Regions from separate parts of the Mustela erminea genome. Here region 1 is linked to region 2. A link is a contact called in public Hi-C data. All regions are on one chromosome and are shown on one strand. The core of a region is the stretch at or near the end of the contact, and the rest is flanking DNA. Distances in the headings are between cores, read along the strand shown.

Evidence for each region. Hi-C and Micro-C count contacts between places; a contact is called where the count stands out from the background.
Region 1: a contact with region 2 is called in a Hi-C map of fibroblasts, with 3 times the contacts expected there. The contact joins the promoter of RPL18A here to the promoter of CCDC194 in region 2. A contact is called at or near these places in 2 of 3 Hi-C or Micro-C datasets (fibroblasts and skeletal muscle).

Annotation. Positions count from the first base shown.
Region 1 is chr1:14,050,966-14,057,760 of mMusErm1.Pri, reverse strand. It overlaps RPL18A (60S ribosomal protein L18a), which reads right to left and starts at 2,137. Exons shown (of 5, transcript XM_032315480.1): 1 at 2,028-2,137; 2 at 547-726. The coding sequence starts at 2,045. It overlaps LOC116574718 (a long non-coding RNA gene), which reads right to left. Exons shown (of 3, transcript XR_004279458.1): 2 at 5,897-6,408; 3 at 3,703-3,918.
Region 2 is chr1:13,707,249-13,714,274 of mMusErm1.Pri, reverse strand. CCDC194 (coiled-coil domain-containing protein 194) reads left to right here and starts at 2,555. Exons shown (of 4, transcript XM_032315166.1): 1 at 2,555-3,235; 2 at 4,307-4,403; 3 at 4,821-4,953; 4 at 5,404-6,729. The coding sequence starts at 2,912. The coding sequence ends at 5,554.

The DNA.
Region 1 (6,795 bases), core at 888-3,387, 340 kb before region 2:
TTGCTAATCCTCTTCCCCAGGCCTCTCTTGCATCTGTTTCCCAGTCCTTGAATCTCAGAGCACAGGAAAGCAACCTGCTGTCCTAGACAAATCCCCATGGCAACAGTGGAGCGGACATGGCCAGCCAGGCCGGCACACCTCCCCCATGTGGACCACCAGCTCGACTCCTCCCAAACACTACTCTCCCAAGACTACCTGCGCCCAAAAGCAGCTACCACCCTGCAGGTGTCTGATGCAGAGTCCAGCGCCCATCACAGCAAATGTGCTCAGGTGACAGCACCTCTGCCTACTTTCTATAGGAGACTCAGCCAAAGCGCTGGCCTCAGCCGAGGTGTCCGAGCATACCAGCCACACACTTCCCGGGCCTTGGGCTCTCTCATCAGGAAAAGGGTACGGAGTTTATCCATCCCATCCCAAACTAGGGCTTAATTACCACATGCGAACAAGCCAAGATTTATGAAGTCTGGGAATTCTGTGGGTTGAGGAACCCCCACGGGAAGGTGTCAATCCACTCCAGACCCCACCCTGCTCTCAGACACCCCGTACCTGTCCACAGTAGACGATTTCCCCTGAGGACTTCTTCATCTTTTTCAGCTGAGACACAAAGTACCAAAAGCGGGACTTGGCGACGACGTGATTAGGTGCAAAGATTCGCATGCGATACAGCGGCGGAGTGCGACATTTGGGGGTTGGCAGGCAGCGCCCCACCACCTTGTACTCTCGCAGCTGAAACACAAACAGGAGTTGAGGTGGGGCCTGACCCAGAGCCCTGAGGCCAACTGTGAGATTCACCTTGCTTCCTTTCCCAAGCCTGATGAGAACTGAAATCAGGAGAGTGAGAACAGACTGTCCCATCACAGGGCATCCATATGGAATCCCGGTGACTGGGTCATGCCAACTGTCCCAGCCTTCCCAAAACAGGGATCGAGGGCGGGGAGGATTAAGATGCCTGTGTAGCCTTTGCCTTGGCTCAGGAAAGCTGGGCAGGGCTGTCAATCTGGCTGTCCTTCCCGTTTATATTCCTGTGAAAGCAGCTGAAGCCTGAACCTGCAGGCTCCTTCCTTCACAGCATCTTTGCAGCTCACATCTTCCCAAAGTGCTCTTTCACTCTGGAGCCCAAAGACAGTGGCCAGCCTGGGATCTCACAGCCCACTCCAGGCAGAACCAGGACAAGCATCCAGTTCCCTTTCCAGGCCTGCTGCCATGGGACCTGCAGCTGCTTCAGTATTCCCAGCAGCAGTCCAAAGGGGTTTGGACTTCCCAGGGATCTCCCCGTTTACAAAGATGCAAAGACAAAGATGTAGGCTAAGGCCAAACACTGTGATATATTACAACGAACCCACCTTCGTAAATGACTCGTCAATCATTTTATTAATACAAGAAGAATGGCCCCAAATATCGCCAACTTGTCTCCTACTTCCATGTGTAAATGTGACTAATCAGCCCCGCGGACCACCTGCTCAGGGAAGGACCGATGCAGCTGGCCTCCTCCCCAGCGTGGAAACTGAGGCTGGGGAGCCGTACAGGACGCACCCTGTTTCTCCCGAGGGCTCGCTCTTCCATCTCTGCGCCACAACGCCCTCTGATTTTACTAAGCACTTGCCACGATAAACCTCCCCTTGTCAGCTCGGGTTTAGTTTTCTACTTCTTACTGCCCCGTCAGGGAACAAGAAATATTAACGTTTCCTCCCACCGTGACCACTTTGCAAATGGCGAAACCGAGACTTGGAAGATCGACCAAGTCCCGTGGCTCGAACTTCCAAGCCACGCAATTTGTCCCTCCCCCTGGAAAGGAGAGCCGACCTCTCCGGCCCCCGAGATTCCCCAGCGGGTCGGAACCACGGCACCAGCCTCCCCACGCGGCGCCTGCAATGGCCGCCATGTTGGCTGGGCCTGGGGGTGGCGCGCGGTGGCACCGGACCCAGCCAAGAGCGCTCTCCCGCTACGCGGCCCACGCCACCTGCCAGCGCCCCCGATTCGATCAGCACTGTACTCCCCGGCCCCCCGGCCCGCCACGCTCGCCTTACCGTGCCCGAGGCCTTCATGGCGCTCTATCCCCTTCAGCCGTCGCACGAGAAAGGAAGTGGCTTTCGTCGCGCAGCCGCTCACCAAGACTTCGTTGACGGAAGTCCCGCCTCTTGCAAGTTGCGCGCCCATTGGCTTCTCGTTCCGACGCTCAACAAGATCTGCTTTTTCACTGGCTCCAGATCCACCAACCTTTCACAGCCCTTCCTTCTTCCACAGCGAAACTACGCAAGAGGGAGCGCCACTAGCCCCCTCCCTTTCCACCGTGGCCATCAAGGAGCGTCGTGCGCAGCATGCCGGGAGTTGTAGGCACCCGGGAAGGTCTGGGTGGTAGTTTGAGCGTTCCACTTCCAGGGAAGGCAGGGAATGCTCGCGTGTAGAATATATTTCCTTATTGCTTTATATTCCATGAAGTGACTATATTCTAGTGTAATATTTTAATTCTTTTAATGATTTTTATATATGTTTAATATTTTTTCTTTTAATATTTAATATTTTAAGTAATCTTGACACCCAAGGTAGGGTTTGAATTCACAACCCTGAGAACAGGAGTCTCATGCTCCACCCATGAGCCAGCCAGGCCCTGGGACCCTACATTTTTTAAGTTATTTCCTTAGTTGTTGCTCTAGGGCTTAACACATATATCTTAATTTAGAATCTTTTAGCTGCCTTAATTTTTTTTAAAGATTTTATTTATTTGACAGAGAGATAGATTAGAAGTAGAGAGGCGGGCAGAGAGAGAGAGGGGGAAGCAGGCTCCCCGCTGAGCAGAGAGCAGGACACGGGGCTCCATCCTAGGACCCTGAGATCATGACTTGAGCGGAAGGCAGAGACGTAACCCACTGAGCCACCCAGGGGCTCCTGCTGCCTTAATTTTAATGAGATTTGGAAATGTTACCACTATATGATTAATTTCCTCTACCCCCCACTTTTGTCTCATTATTGTTATTATTTTGTTACTATTGTTAAACGTATTATATCTACGTATGATATAAACCTAAATACATTGTTGCAATTGTCACTTAAAATTCTATGGTTTGGGGTGCCTGGGTGGCTTAGTGGGTTAAGCCTCTGCCTTTGGCTCAGATCTTGATCTCAGAGTCCTGGGATTGAACCCTGCATCGGGCTCTCTACTCAGCAGGGAGCCTGCTTCTCTCTCTCTCCCTTCTCTGCCTACTTGTGATCTCTCCGTCAAATAAACAAATAAAATCTTTTTAAAAAGTTCTATGGCTGTTAAAGAATGTGAGAAAATAGAAGAGGGCAATTATGTATTTATAGAGTTTGTCATATTAATTTTCTCCATTTGCATTTCTGGTTCTCTTCACGTGTTTTTGTGAATTAGCGTCACTACACGGTGTCATTTCCTTGTTCGTATACTTTGCTCACCTCCTTTGTACTATTGTCAAGTCAAATACATTGCTACATGTTATAGGCCCAATGACATAATATATTTTTTCATACAATTTCTTTTTAAAATCAGTTAAGAGGGATGCCTGAGTGGCTCAGTCGGTTAAGCGGCTGCCTTCGGCTCAGGTCATGATCCTAGCATCCTGGATCAAGTCCCACATAGGGCTCCTTGCTCCGTGGAGAGCCTGCTCCTCCCTCTGCCCCTTCTGGTCACTCTGCCTGCCTGTGCTCTCTCTGTCTCTCTGACAAATAAATAAATAAAATCTAAAAAAAAAAAAATAAATAAAAATAAAATAAAATCAGTTAAGAGACCAAAATATGCATTTGTGCTGCCTTTTATAATTATAGATATATCTTTGTCTGTTGTCTTTCATTTTTCCTGAGTGTTAGAATTAACATCTAGGGTCTTTTCGTACTTAAAGTAGTCGCAAGCCAAACATGGGCAGGAGATGAGATAGGTGGTGTCTTCTTGGTGGACATTTAGGTCTTGAAAAACCAGAAAATTGGTGGGAGAGGAGGATGAGGGGTGGAGTGTAGTCAGGCCCCCCCCCCGCCCCCGCCCTCCCCGCGCCCCCCCCCCACTGCCTCCTACTTCTATCCTGCTCAGGACAAAAGGCAACAGGCGACTCCATCCTGACGGAGCCGCGAGTGTCCACCAGGTGGCAGCAGAGCTCTTGCCTTGGCTGTGCCGCTGAGGCCAAGAGCCTGGACGCTGGTGTGTGCGGCAGGAGTAAGTTCAAAACCCCACACAGATGGTTCCCGGGCGTATTGTCTCTTCGGGCCTCAGTTTCCCCATCCTTGGGGGATGAGGCTAATAATCGTCTCCAGCTCTTGGGGTTATGAGATTTAAATGGCGTATAATGTTCGGATTGGGGAGGCAGGGGCCCTAGCCCTGGAGCTGTGCCACTCCAGCCTGCTTGAACGGCCAGCGCAGGGCCTCAGGTTCCCCAGGCTGCAGGCAGGGAGTGGGAGAATAGAAAAAGGTACTGGAACACGACAGCAGGCGGGCCGCACAAATCAAGGGGTGGGAGGGCCGGAGAGGGGGCCGGAGGAGGCGAGCAGGGATGGCAGTTGAGGAGAAGGGAGCGCGGAGGTGTAGGGAGAAGGAGGGAAGGAAGGGCTCCAGGCTCAGCCCCAGCCTTGGAGCCAGGCGCTTCTATCTTCAAGGCCTGGGTCAGGGTGACTCCCGCAGCTGGAACAGAAGGAGGAACCCTGGGGAGGACGGGGTGTGTGTGGTCTAAAGTTTGTTAAGAAGCATTTTTTCCCTTCTTGGCTCTGCTGGATGAGTGTGGCCCTGCCCACCCCCACCCCATGCCCGCCACTCCCCTGACCCTCCCTATTCCCCCTCCCTCCCAGATGCTCTGCTCTGGTCTGGCCCCTCACCTAGCCTTGGGCCAAGCTGGGAGCCCAGCCCAGTCAGCTGTTCCGGGCTAGTGTCCCTTTGCCTCTGTCACTCACTGCCTTTCAATCAGGCCCAGCTGAATTCCTGGTTGGCAAGGGCGCCCCTGGGCTCCCCCGTCTTCCCAGTCTTTCTTATTCCATTGGACCTTGAAGGTGCCCTTTCTTATCCAGGCTCCTGGGCCACACTGGGCCTCAACCCATGTTGGATCACCACCCTGGCCAGCACCACCTGAGCTGCCCCACCTTCCCCATCTGGGCTACCAGGCCGTCCATCTTTCCAGGGCTCCACGTGCTGGCCCAAGATTCTGCTCCTGTCCCTTCCTCCTGCAAATGCCCCCAAGGCACTCACGCCTGGACTCCAGATGCCAAAGCTTCTCCCCCCCCCCCCCAGCCCCTCCTCTCCTGCCTCTAACTATTCCTGCTCCCAAATCACCTAAGGCTCTTCCTCCTAATTTGATCATTCATTCATTCTAATCATTCATTCATTCATTCTTTCGACTACTTCCACGTGCCAGGCACTGGGGACCCAGCAGTAATCAGGACAACAGAAAACTCCGGTCCTGCGAGAGCTGACATGCTTTTGGGAGAAAATGGACAAAAACAAGAAAAATAAGAGTAATAGGCATCACAACAGAATGTGAGAAAAATAAACAGGAAGGGGTTGCCATGGGCTCCATACAATTATTGCCTCCCATGCCCAGCCAGCGGACAGACCCCATATCCCTTTTCTCAGCCTAATTGGAGGAGGATCCTATGGCACTGTGATTAAGGGAAGCAAGCCAAGCTGGAGGCTCTTTGTTCCTGAGCCTGTCCCCCACCCCCGCCCTCCCTTTCCTGAAGGGGGAGGGCACAGTGCACACCTCTGGGGTGGGTACAGGGATTAAAAGGTTGCTCTGCATGCAAAGCCCTAATGCACTGGTGAGTACTCGATGTGTTTGCTCTTCTCATGATCAATCTGATTGCTTTGGTTCACGGTCAACTTCTGAACAGCAGCTCTCCTATTCCTATTTCCTCTCCCATCCCATGTGCTTACATATGTTCCCTTTTTTGATTAAACACTTACCTTTCGATGGTATTAACAAACACAGAGTTCAACAGGCATGAAAAGGTAAAGGGCAACTATCTCCTTCTTCTGCCTACCATGGCTCCCCAGTGGTTACCACAAGAACAGGTGATACAATTATGTTGGTGTTTCCCTGCGGAGGGTCTCCGCATCCTCATCGGCTCTTCCGACACGAAGCAAAGCTTCCTTCCCCGGGCAGGTGCACACCTTGCTCTTTCTTTGCCAAGCCTGGAGGTCTTCCCATATTGTCAGCCCTGTGTCGCCTCAGTCTTTTTGCACAGCCGCGTAGTATTCAGTGCTGAGAATGGCCAGAGTTTATACAGCTAATTCCTGCATGGCTGGGCATTCGGGTCGTTTGCAGCTGTTTGCTGTTACAAAGAGTGCCAGGATGAATCCATAGCCCTCTCTAGTCGGTATCACCCCTGGGAGGTTGGAAGGAGCCTTGCTGGGTCCCATGGCATTTTCTTCATCTTCCTCCTGAATCCCTCTGCAGGGCTAGACTGTTTCCACCCCTGGTGGCCACAGTGAGAATCAGTGCAGAGTCCTGAGATTACAGTGAACTCTCACACAGTTCATCTGGTCAGTCAAGCAGGTGGGAAACAAACCCCTTGTTATTCCTCCCCGCCCCCAACCTTCTCAACTTTTTAAAGTTTTTAAATTTTTATTATTAAGGATTTTATTTATTTATTTATTTGAGAGAGGGACAGACATAGCAAGAGAGAGCATAGAGCAGGGAGGAAAGGAAGACGTACACGCCCATCTGAGCAGGGAGCCCGACGTGGGGCTCGATCCCAGGACCCTGGGATCATGACCTGAGCTGAAGGCAGATGCTTAACTGACGGAGCCACCCAGGCACCTCCCCACACCCCGCCTTTCACCTTTGTTAAGTGTAATTAGAC
Region 2 (7,026 bases), core at 1,306-3,805:
ATAGAAACAAGAGCCAACAGAAGGACCGATGATGGGCAAACATCAGTCACGTGTCTTGTGGATAAGCAAGAAGTAGGATAAAGTTTATAGTTAAGCAAGCACATTCAAAGGACTCCTCTAACAATGGGTGCTTCTGGGAAGAGAAAGGAGCGATAATGGGAAAGGGAAGCAGGCGGTGTTCCGTTCCAACCTGAGCTGACCGGCGTTCCCGGCTGCCCGCTGCCAGGCTTCTGTGAAGGGGCGGCGTTCCGCCCTGAACGAGCCGGGCATCCCCAGCTGCCCAACTTCACGGTCATGTATCGTCCTTCTCCCCAAAGACCTGCTGCCAGTCTATGTTTTTCTTAAGGCCATCTCTAAATGTGCTTGGTAACTAGTAAAATCCTCCAGGGGTTATAGTTTAAGTAACAAATAGTTCCGAAGGGCAGTAGCAGAGTAGGTCTTCAAAATCCTCACTTCAGGGCACCTGGGTGGCTCAGGTGGTTCTGCAACTGCCTTCCTTCAGCTCAGGTCGTGATCCCGGGGCCCTGGGATCCAGCCCCGCATCCAGCTCCCAGCTCAGTGGGGGGGCCTGTTCCTCCCTCTCTTTCTGCACCTCTTCCTGCATATACTCTCTCTCTGTGTCAAATAAATAAATAAAATCTTTAAAAAATATATAAATAAATAAAAATAAAACAAAATCCTCTGACTTTAGACCAACAGACTGCTTATCAGGGGCATACCAGTGCCTTACTGTGGAGGAATGCTGCTTCTATGTAAACAAGTCGGGTCGGGTCTCAGACAGCCCTGATAAAATTATCAACACAGCTACGGACAATGAGGAACAATAGAAAAACTGGGGGCGGGGAGGGGAACTAATTCTCCTGGAAACTAGACATCTGGTCTTGGTTCTTGTGGCTCATTCCATTCCCAGGACCTTCGGCGGTTATATGACTGGCCCTAATTTTGGGGATCATGCATTTTAAAATATCAAATCTCTATCCAGGATGGAATCTCAACCCTTCGTAGCTCTCTGAGGCCTCAGAAGCTCACACTCAGGCCCCGTGCTCAGAGAGCAAGACCCTACTGATGTCTCCCTTACTCTGGTCCCTCTTGCCTCTGGGTAGGGACAGCTCTGTGCCCCTGCTCAGTGGAAGTAGCTGCAGAAGAATGACCTTCTGGGGGCGCCTAGGTGGCTCAGTGGGTTAAAGCCTCTGCCTTCAACTCAGGTCATGATCCCAGAGTCCTGGGATCAAGCCCCTCATTGGGCTCTTTGCTCAGCAGGGAGCCTGCTTCCTCCTCTCTCTCTCTGCCTGCCTCTCTGCCTACTTGCCTATTATTGTCTGTCAAATAAATAAATAAAATCTTAAAAAAAAAAAAAAGAATAACTTTCTGGGATGCCTGGGTGGCTCACTTGGTTGAATCAGGTCATGATTCTGGGGTCCTGGGATCAAGTCCCATGTCGGGCTTCCCCTGCTTTGCAGGGAGCCTGCTTCTTGTCTCCCTCTGCCTCTCCCCTTGCTTGTGCTCTCTGTCAAATAAATAAATAAAATCATAAAATCTTTAAAAATAAAAGAAGAAGAATGACCTTCCATTTTCCCAAATCAAGAATAATTTCAAATAAAGAGAGGAGGGAATCAAAGTCTTACTCAAAGCCTCCTCCCCAGCCAAGCTTACAGATACAACTCACAGGTGTCTGTAACTGGCCCTGTCTTTCCAGGGGGCCCCTCATTCCCAGAAAACAGACCACCACTACACCACCAAACACATTCTTCTCTAGCAAGACCAAACCCACATCCCAGACAAGCCTGCCCAGAGCCCGCCCCCCTCCACACACACAGCCCCCAGAAACTTGTCACCTTCTGCTCTATGGGTCCAAGCATCGACATCCTCCTCACACAGCCCCAAGGGCACAGCTGCAACCCTCTCACGTCCTCAAAAGCCCCTAAAAGGCCCAGCTTGACAGAAACCCGGGAGGACATCTCTCTTAATGTCGGGCTCCTCTCCCACCTTGAAGCATGAATGAACTCTGTCCTGCTTGTTGCTCTACTCTTTGTGCAATTCTTTGCGGCCAGCAAGGAGTCACCCTAACGCAAGGGAAAGAGGAAGAGGAGGGGGAAGTAGGGGGGGAGGGGACAGAAGGGAAGGCAAAGAAGAGGGAAGAAGTAGGAAGAAGGAAGAGGGGAAGAAGGGGCGAAGGAAATGGAGGAGGGCCCGGAGAAGACGAAAAGAGGAGGATGAGGAAGGGAAGGGGGAAAGGAAGGGGGAGGGGAAGGGAGAGGAAGGGGAGGGTGGGAGGAGGAAGAGCAGGGGGAGGAGGAGGGGGGAGGGGGAGATTCATTTCCGAGCTGCGGGAAATCGCGCGCTGGAGACTGACCTGGATCTGATTCGCGATGTAAGCTCGCCCCCTGGCGGCCTAGTGGAGAACCGGCAGGGAGACGGGACCGATTCCCTCCCGCGTCTGCCCCCCTGACCCTCTCACAGCCAGTCACAGGAAGCGGTGACAGCCACAGCCAGGCCGACCTCAGTCGGTCGGTAGCCTCCTGTCTTGTAGCCTCAGTTTTTCCATGAACACAATGGGGAGCCTTGGCGAGTACCCCCAAGGCAGATGGGTGCTTTGCGAAGATGTGTTCACATGGTTCCCACTTGGCCGACTGGGGCAGGAAATCCGACCAACCCCACTTCACAGTGGGGGAGACCCTGAGGCTAGGAGGACAGCACATGGGGTGCAGAGGCAGGAGTGGAACGAAGGACCCCCCCCCCCCAATCCTGTCCTGGCCTCATGTAGCCTAGGCAGGCCTCTGGCGGGGGTCCAGCCCCTCCCAACAGACTCGGGAAGCCACGGTGGGCGGGGCGGAGCCGTGGGTGTCCCTGGCGCCCCAAGGTGCCAATTAAATACTCGTGGCTGTCTGGAGCCAGAGCTGTGGACGGCGGCATGGCCGAGCTGGGGCCAGAGCCGGGACGCGCGTGGAGGGTGCTAGCCCTGTGTGGGGCTGCGGTGTTCCTGGCAGCGGCAGCAGCTGGGGCAGCCCTGCTGGCCTGGAACCTGGCCTCCTCGACCTCCCGGGGACCTCGCTGCCCAGAGCCAGGGGCCAATGCCACGGCACCCCCCGAGGACCTGGCGCCTGAGCTCGAAGAACTGCGGCGACGGCTGGCAGAGGCTACCCAGCACAAGGAGGCTCTGGCCAGACAGCTGGACCAGGCCAACCGAGTCGGACGGGAGCTGGAGGAGGCACTAAGGGCCTGTCAGGGCCGTCAGGTTGGTGGGCAGGATGGTGGGCTGGGGAATCCAGAATTGGGAGAGGGCATGCACTCACATCCCCAGGGCTGCCCAACCCCACCAGTGCATTGGTTTCCCTAATTCTTCAACTGAGGGGGGCAAATGACAATAGCACCATAGTCCCTTCCAAATCCACAATACCAATTCCCCCTGGAGTCTACCTTCTGACCAAGAAGGTCCCCACGGTTCTCTTTGCATAATAGCTGGTGATTCTTAGGGAAGCCCCAGACCCCTGAACCCACCTGGGGAGGCCCCGTGCTAACCCTCTCCTTAGGGTGCCCACTCAACCTCCCCCAGCCAGTGTCCAGCAGCCCTATTTCGAGAGAGGGACATTCACGTCACCTGTAATTAGGAGGCTAAAGTTGGCCTCTTGGGGGAGGTACTGGCCAGGTCCTCCCTTTTCCTCTGGCCACCCCTTCAAACTCTTTCTTAACCCTTCCCAGCCCTGGGCCTTGCAAAAGAACCATCCTGAAAGTCCCAATCTTTCATTTAATGACTGTTCTCTATTTCTGTGTACCAGGCCCAGCAGGGACTGAGCGGTGTGAATTCTAGAGCCAAAACAGACCTCTACCCTTTACCTGCCTGCCTAAGAGAAGGGCCTGAGGCCACTGAGGTTAAGAGTAGCCTGCTCTGGGTTCAAATTCTGACTCTGCCCTTCCGTGGGAGATATTCTGAGGCCAGGCCCATTGTTTTGAACCATGTCTCCCATAGCGGAGGGAGCATACTCCAGAAACCCAACCATTGCCAACCACCAAACTGGCCTGTATTGGTCTGAAACCCTAGTCAGTGAGTATAGACGTAGCTGGAATTGGAACCGCAGTCTGACCGCAGAGCTAAACCGTTTCCACATCCGGTGGCTTGGAGTAGGGGGCAGTGGACCTGGACAGAGCAGCAGTCACCGCTGGGTATGGCAGGCCACTTGTGTGTTTTCCAGCCACAGGACTCCCAAAGGACATTTCCAAATAAAGTTAAGGGAAAGAGGGGAGACTTCACTTCTTCTCTCCCCGCCCCTTCCCACCTCTCTACACTCCTCACTTCTCCGCTCCTCAGAGCCGGCTTCAAACCCAACTGATGACCCTGAAGACTGAGATTGAAGAGGCCAAGGCACAGGGGACCCAGATGGGGGCTGAGAACGGGGCACTCACAGGTGCGTTGGGGCATAAGACGGTACCAGACCTGGGGTGGGAGGAGCCTAAAAGGTTCCTGGTTACGCAAATGACACGCATGGGTGCAAACGTAAAGGACATGCCAATAAACGCGAAAAGTTATGTAACATACGCACATAACACTCAAAAGACCACGCAAGTGTCACACAAACAACGCAAATACAACAAAATAGGCAAACGCCATGAATGACTCCAGAAAGCAATACAAACCTACGAAAATCTCTGCCAATGACACGTAAAGGTCTTGCAAACAGCACACAATTTTAATTCAAATAAGGCAAAGCTGCAAATAGTATGCAGTCTGTAAACTCGAGCGACTGCGTTAGCTGGGTAGGGGCGAGGTCTCGAGGTCTCGGAGCTGACCCCGCTCCCCGCTCCTCGCTCCTCCGCTCCCGCAGAAGCCCTGGCACGCTGGGAGGCGGCAGCCATGGAGTCTGCGCGGAGGCTGGACGAGGCACAGCAACGCGCACGCGCGGCCGAGGCCGAAGCCGAAGCTTGCGCAGCCCGGGAAGCGACGCTGCGCGAACGCGCGTGAGTGAAGGGCGGGGACCGGGGCGGGGCCTGGGGATGGAGAAGGGGTGGGGCAGTGTGGGCGGGGCCTTGGGGAGCTGAGCGATGAGACCGTCAAAGAGGCGATCCTAGAGTTGGAACCTAGGGGTGGAGAAGGATGTAGGTTCTCTGGGGGCGAGAATCTCCTCGTGGGGGCCGGCACTCTGGAGACATTTGTCCCTGGGGTCGGACTTACATGGAGGGCCTTGGGGAAGGGCAAGGAGCGGGAAAGGATGTAAGGAAAAGGTATTGAGAGAGAGGACGGGATCTGGAGGTGGAGCTCCTGGAAAGGTGCTGGGAGTCGCTGGGGAGGGGTCCCAGGAATGGCTGGGGATAAGAAAGGACAGGGGATCCTGGGGAGTGGGGTTCTCAGGAAAGATGGAAGAGTACTGAGGAGGAGGGGACTGAGGGGCTTCTCCCCACCTTTGTCAGGAAAGCCCTGGAAGCCGAGTTGGGCCCCCAGCGCAAAGTGCCGCAACCCCGATCCCGCTCCGTGTCACGACCCCGACCCAGCCCCCGTTCGCGCTCTCGCCCAGGACCCTCTGGGGGCTGCCGGAGGCCAGCGCGGCGCGCACGAGGGTGAGTCGGCCCCCAGCAGAAGGAGGGCTCTGAGGCCAGGAGGGCGCACACTGTGGCTGGAACATGTAGAGAGGTGCCCCCGCTGGATAAGATGCCCCGTCGACACCCATCAACGCTCAGCTTTAGATTCAGGAACCACTCTGAACGGAACTACAGAAAGGAGACTCCACCCTCTCTCTCCAACCATCTAGTGTTTATTTTACAGGCGGGGAACTGAGGCCCATTTGCTAACACAATGAGATAAGTGTTTTGGGACTTAAGCCCCTTCTAACGACAGCATTGATTCATCCCACAGACATGAAGACTTAGGGTCCAGCCCTGGCTCAAGAGTGACCTGGAAGGGTCACGTCTCCCTTGTGGGCCTCAGTTTACCTTGTCTGTAAATTGAGTGTTTGGAATCATGTGTAGCAAGCCAGCCTATCTTTGACAACAAAAACTGACCAAGATGGCATGACGGGAAAACAACAGAGTCCTCTTCCTATGAGGAGGGTACGAAATTCCCAAATGAAATTTTAGCAAAAAGAATTAAGCAACACATTTTTAAAATACATCACAACAAAGGGGACTTAGGTCTGAGATGCAGGGATGGCTCAAAATTCACAAGTCTGCTAATAAAATTCACCACACTAATGGATCAATAAGAAAAGTTCTGAAAAGGCCATCAAAATGAGGGCCAAGGTGCGGATGACCACTGTCAAGTATTTAATATTGTTCTGGAGGTACTAACCTATGCACTTAGACAAGGAAAAGAAAGAAGAGGTATGAATATTAGGAAAGCAGTAGGGAATTTATAGTTTGGATCATATGTAAGCATTGTTTATGTAGGTCAAAAATAATAGAAATCCCAACAATTTCATATGGCTCAATTTCACATTGATTTTATCTTTTAACTTATATTTGACATAACTTCAGATTTACAGAAAAGTTGGAAGATTAGTACAAAGAATTCCTGGATACTCTTCCCCCAGAGTCCACAAATGTTACCTCCTTTGCTTTATTCTTTCTCTCTCTCTTTCTCTGAACCTTTTATGAAAAACTTGCTGAAATGATGTCTTGTTACCCATAACACGTGAGTATGCATTTCCTAAAAACAAGGGCATTCTCCTACATAATCACAGTACAATCATGAACATCGGAAAGTGGACATTGATTGATAAAACACTATTATCTCATCTACAGACTTTAATCAGACTTTGCCAACTGTTCTCATAACATCTTTTATAACAAAAGAATATCCCGGCTCACACATTGTATTTGTCAAGTCTTTCATCTTTTTTAATCTGGAACATTTCTCAGTCTGTCTTTGCCTTTCATAACACTGGCATTTTTTAGAGGCCTGGACAGTCATTTTTTGGAATCCAAGTCTGGGTTTGTGTGTTATTTCTGTAAGATTAGTCGTAAGTTGGCATTTTGTGCAGGAAAGCCTCATAAACAATTCAGCCTAATGTTATGATCTTCTGGCAGTATGATTTTATA